Regions from separate parts of the Mus musculus genome. Here region 2 is linked to region 1. Evidence: chromatin contacts called from public ChIA-PET data. All regions are on one chromosome and are shown on one strand. The core of a region is the stretch at or near the end of the contact, and the rest is flanking DNA. Distances in the headings are between cores, read along the strand shown.

Region 1 (2,692 bases), core at 136-2,635:
ACTCACATGCTATTTTCTGTTAAGACTCTGTGGTCAGCAGAAATTGAAGAATCAACTATGATTAAGAAGAGACCAGAATTTCTAAAGTGAAACCTTTACTTCGCTGGGACAATTGATGCTAGTTTGCTGGAGCTAAGAAATTAGCAGTGTTCTCTTCACTTTCTGTTGTTATGATAAGACATCTGAACAAAAGCAGTTTGGGAAAAGAAAGGGTTTATCTGGTTTACAATTCCAGGTCATAGCTCATCCTGAGAGAAGCTGAGCAGGAACTTGAAGGTGTTGAGTTCAGGGTAGAAGCTGAGAAAACTCACTTCAGAGACAGAAGCTTAAAATGAAGGCTTTATTTTCTGTTGTGCAGAAGGGTGGTCAGTTCCGGATCTGAACCTCAGAGATTGTACAACCTTTTTAAAGGACGGGGAACACAAAGTAAGGGAGAAGGAGGAAGGAGCTGTTGTGTTGACCAATCATATTTTGACAAGAGGTTAAACGAGGAGGTTAACATTGGTGACCTGGTTTCAGGGTCCTTGAGTCAGCTTTTGCAGCCAAGACCCCTCCTGGCTGGACCTGGAATCTAGAGTGATAAAGGAACAACAAGCAGCGTGTAGTCAATGGAACCAAGAGACCCAGAATCCAGAATGATAAAGGAACGAAGGAGTGAGCAAGCTAAACACAGTCAACTAAGTCGAGACAGGCAGCACATTTATAACTTGTGTGCCTTAGTTTAGACAACAGGAAACCAGCATCTTCTCTCTTAACACCCTTTAATGTTTAACAGACAAACATGAAACATCTGAAGAAGTAGGTTCTAAGTTGATTCCAAGGCCTGGGGACATGAACTCAGTCGTTGCTCTAGCAGCAAGGAGGAATTTGTTCCTGAGATGGCTGAACTCAGGCAGCCGTCTCCTGGTAAAGGCGTTTCAGCTTTGTATTCCCCACAGCACTATTTCTGTTCAAGAAGTACCACAGGAACTATGTAGATTACAGCAATGTAGCTTTCTTATACAGCTCAAGACAACCTGTAGCAGGTTCTGCCCAACACACCTATGCCTGGACCCTCCTACATCAAGCAAAATTAAAGCAATTCCCCAAAGACATGCCCATAGGCCAGTGTGATTTAAACAATTGCTCGATTGAGGCTCTAGGCTGTGTCAAATTAACAGTTAAAGCTAACCAGGACAAATGGGCTCAACAGCAAGACAAAGATGACAAAAGAACAAAAACAAAGAAATATAGAAACAACCAATATAACTATCAGAGACAAAAAGGACTTGTGGGGGGAAAAAAAGTCAGGCCTGGTGGCTTACACCTTTGAGGCTGGGGTGGGAAGAAGACCATAATAGTGAATTCCAGAGCAGCCTTGCTGCACAGTGTACCTCAATTGAGAAAATGTTCCACCCTCAGATTTCCTGTAAGCAAGCCTCTGGGGCAGTTTCTTGATAAGTGATTGATGTGGGTGTCTTCGGGTTTTTCTTGCTGCAAACAGACATCATAACAACAACTCTTATAAAAGAAAAGAGTTCATTGGGACTATCTTACAGTTCAGAGGTGTAGTCAGTTATCCTCATGACGGGACAGCACATCAGCAGACATGGTAGTGGAGAAGGAGCTGAGGGTTCTACATCTGGATCAGATGGCAGCAGGAAGAGACATTGCTATGCTGGTCCTGGCTTGAGATGCTGAGACCTCAAAGTCTCTCCCCCCGATGCCCCCCATGACACACTTTCTCCAGCAAAGCTACACCTACTCCAACAAGACCACCTCTCCTAATAGTGCCACTCCCTATGAGCCTGTGAGGGCCATTTTCTTTTAAACCTCTGTAGTGGGAGAGCCTTACAGTTGGATCTCATATCCCAAAGTGTGGTGTCACCCCTGGACAGATGAGAAGACACGCTGGGTAAACCTGGGGGAGGAAGCAAGGAAATGGGATCCCTCCAACATCCCTGCTTCAGTTCCTGCTGCCTGGTTTCTGTCCCAACTTCTCTCCAGGATGGACCATAAATTCTTACACTGAAATAATCTTCTCCTCCGCAAGTCACTCTTGGTCATGGTGTTGTTTTATTGTATGAATAAAAACAAACTAAAAGAGAAATTGGTACCAGGTTCATGGGATATTTCTGTGAAAGACCTGACCATGTTGTTTAGGGAGTATTGGGGAAGGACTTTTTGAAACTTGAGCTAGGAAAGCCATTGAGTGTTCAGATCTTAATGAATGGTTGTGGGTCCTTAGAAGCATTATCTTCTAAGTTCCCACGGACTCTTATCAGGGCCACTCACATGCCAGTTTCTGTTAAGACTCTGTGATTCTGGTCAGCAGATATGAAAGAATCAACTATGATTAAGAAGAGACCAGAATCCATAAAGTGAAACCTTTACTTCGCTGGGACAATTGATGCTGGGTAACTGGAGCTGACAAATTAGCAGAGTTTAAAAAGAGACTAATATCATTGAGGTGAAGCATTCTGAGAGAATTTCCACAGGGTCAGCACATAGAAGCTGTGGTCCAGAGGGAGCAAGGCTGCATCTCATGTGGGCAGCCAAACTAGGTAATTCATATATTCATAAAAGTCAAGGTTCCAGCAATGTACCTGTGCATCACATTGACAAGTAATCAATTGTGTGGCAGAGTTAGAGTCCCTATTTATGTTTTACATTCTGATATTAATATTGTCGTGTCTTTTGGGGAACAAATGAG
Region 2 (2,692 bases), core at 57-2,556, 280 kb before region 1:
CAGATGTATTTATTATGCTCGTGCAATTACAGAAATGAAGTGGGAGACAGGCTGAGCCCCACCTATGAATGTACAGTATGTGGATTGTGAAAGTGACTGTAGGGAATCAGAGCGTTGTATCTTGTGTTTACAATTCTGGTTGATTTCTTTGAAAAGCTGCTGGTTTGGGAAATGCACAGTGGGTGTATTGAAATAAAAGGTAAATACCATTTTTAAATATTTCGTAAATGAAAAACACGTGACCAAACAAGAGAACATCCTCTGCTCTGTAATGAATGACACCAAATTCAATATGCCTTCGTTACAAAATGTTTACTGTGAGCGTCGATCCAACAGTGCAGTAATTTCTAGCCTTTTGAGCTGACACCTTCACGAGTTTGTGGACTTTGTGACTTTTTCTTCCTGTTCTTACAGTGCCATATGTCACTTGAAAAATATTAAAGTGAATTCCAATTAAACTTGATTTGAGAATTTTATAACCTCTCTTGAGATCCTTAGAAATACTCAGGGATGTCAAAGCTGAGGCTAGGAATCACTACCATAGTGATTTGTCCTGCTCCTCTCTGCCTGCAGGAAGTTATGCTACCCTAGAGTTCTGTGTGAACCCAACTTGGCTCGATGCTATTAACTAGACTATTCTTTTTTTTTAATTAGGTATTTTCCTTGTTTACATTTTCAATGCTATCCCAAAGGTCCCCCATACCCACCCCCCCAACCCCTTACCCACCCACTCCCCCTTTTTGGCCCTGGCGTTCCCCTGTACTGGGGCATATAAAGTTTGCAAGTCCAATGGGCCTCTCTTTGCAGTGATGGCTGACTAGGCCATCTTTTGATACATATGCAGCTAAAGACAAGAGCTCCAGGGTACTGGTTAGTTCATATTGTTGTTCCACCTATAGGGTTGCAGTTCCCTTTAGCTCCTTGGGTACTTTCTCTAGCTCCTCCATTGGGAGCCCTGTGATCCATCCATTAGCTGACTGTGATCATCCACTTCTGTATTTGCTAGGCCCCGGCATAGTCTCACAAGAGAGAGCTATATCTGGGTCCTTTTAGCAAAATTTTGCTAGTGTGTGCAATGGTGTCAGCGTTTGGAAGCTGATTATGGGATGGATCCCTGCATATGGCAATCACTAGATGGTCCATCTTTTTTGTCACAGCTCCAAATTTTGTCTCTGTAACTAGACTATTCTTAAAGCAGAGTAATAGTACATGCCAAAGGCCAGCACAGCTCAAGAGCCAGAGTCATAGGACAGTGCTACTTTATCGTCCTAGTGAGCTTGCAGTGGCAGGAAGTTGCAGTGGCAGGAAGTTGCAGTGGCAGGAAGTTGCAGTGGCAGGAAGTTGCAGTGGCAGAAAGCAGGCAGGTGGCTAGCACTCCCGGGGATTTGCAGCTTGCTCATGGGACTCCTAAGCAATATGCCTCTCGGCATATCAGTTAAGTAGAGCAGCTGCAAAAGGGGAAGTTCATCCATGGTTAGGTCATTTGTTTTTCAAAAGCCCTACCTGGTATACATAACCTTCCCCATTGAAAATATGAGGATTCTTAAGCGAATAGGGCCTAAGTTATGGGATCATGGTCAGAGCCAGGACACAGACTCAACTCTTGCTAACACCAGAGCCCTGCCTACCACCTTCCCATCCTAGTGGGAGGGAAAGCGTCCACGGTGGTACAAGACATAAATAGCCAAGCCATGAGTTCTGTGTGCCTGAAACCTATGTGTGTTTGTTTCTATTCTTGATTTCTAGACATTCTCTAAAACCTTAAATCAGCATCCCAAGCAATAGCCTTACCAATAAAACGTCCTGACAAGATTGTAGGCTACTTTTGTTGTCCCAGTATGAGTGCTATGGGCTGCTTGTGACTCTTACAGTGGATATGTACCTACTGTGTCTCTGAGGATTTCTATCTTTTTTTGTTTGGTTGGTTGGCTTTATTGTTTGTAGAACATGATTTTAGTATTTTCAACTGTTAATATTCAACAAACAGAATCATTTTAAGATATATTTTGTTGTATTTCATTTCTGATTTTATTAATTTAGATACTGTCTTTGTGCCCTCTGGTTAGTCTGGCTAAGGGTTTATCTACCTTGTTGATTTTTCTCAAAAAAACAGCTTCTGATTTTGATTCTCTGTAGAGTTGGTTTTGTTTCTACTTGGTTGATTTCAGCCCTGAGTTTGATTATTTCCTGCCATCTACTCCTCTAGGGTGTATTTGCTTCTTTTTGTTCTAGAGCTTTCAGGTGTGCTGTCAAGCTCCTGTAAGCTCTCTCCAATTTCTTTTGGGAGAACTTAGAGCTATGAGTTTTCCTCTTACAACTGCTTTCCTTGTGTCCCATAAATTTTGGTATGATGTGTCTTCATTTTCATTAAATTCTAAAAAGCGTTTCATTTTTTTTCTTTTTTTCTTCCTTGACTGAGTTATCATTGTGTAGAGCATTGTTCAGCTTCCACGTGTATGTGTGCTTTCTGTTGTTTTTATTGATATTTAAGACCAGCCTTAGTCTGTGGTGATCTGATAGTGTGCATGGAATAATTTCAATCTTCTTGTATCTGTTGAGGCCTGTTTTGTGACTGATTATATGGTCAGTTTTGGAGAAGGTACCATGAGGTGCTGAGAAGAAGGTATATTCTTTTGCTTTAGGATGAAATGTTCTATAGATATTGTTAGATCCGTTTGGTTAATAAGTTCTG

What was found. ChIA-PET counts read pairs in DNA pulled down with a chosen protein or histone mark.
Region 2: an RNA polymerase II ChIA-PET map of memory CD8 T cells shows a contact between it and region 1, with 35 read pairs. The contact joins two enhancer-like sites. A contact is called at or near these places in 1 of 484 Hi-C or Micro-C datasets (Th1 cells), 2 of 115 datasets of contacts at active chromatin or transcription factors (effector CD8 T cells and memory CD8 T cells) and 2 of 9 other capture datasets (adipose tissue and liver).

What each region holds. Positions count from the first base shown.
Region 1 is chr1:52,373,599-52,376,290 of GRCm38.p6, reverse strand. No RefSeq gene overlaps it. Among named protein-coding and RNA genes, the nearest start is that of Gm31955, 69 kb to the right of the region's middle. Within about 2 kb of position 1,385, at least 21 of the 459 cell types and tissues checked have an H3K27ac peak or open chromatin away from gene starts, as enhancers often do. A contact at or near this core is called in memory CD8 T cells, where this site is marked.
Region 2 is chr1:52,654,070-52,656,761 of GRCm38.p6, reverse strand. It overlaps a transcript of Mfsd6 not described here. Among named protein-coding and RNA genes, the nearest start is that of Nemp2, 25 kb to the right of the region's middle. Within about 2 kb of position 1,306, at least 81 of the 459 cell types and tissues checked have an H3K27ac peak or open chromatin away from gene starts, as enhancers often do. A contact at or near this core is called in memory CD8 T cells, where this site is marked.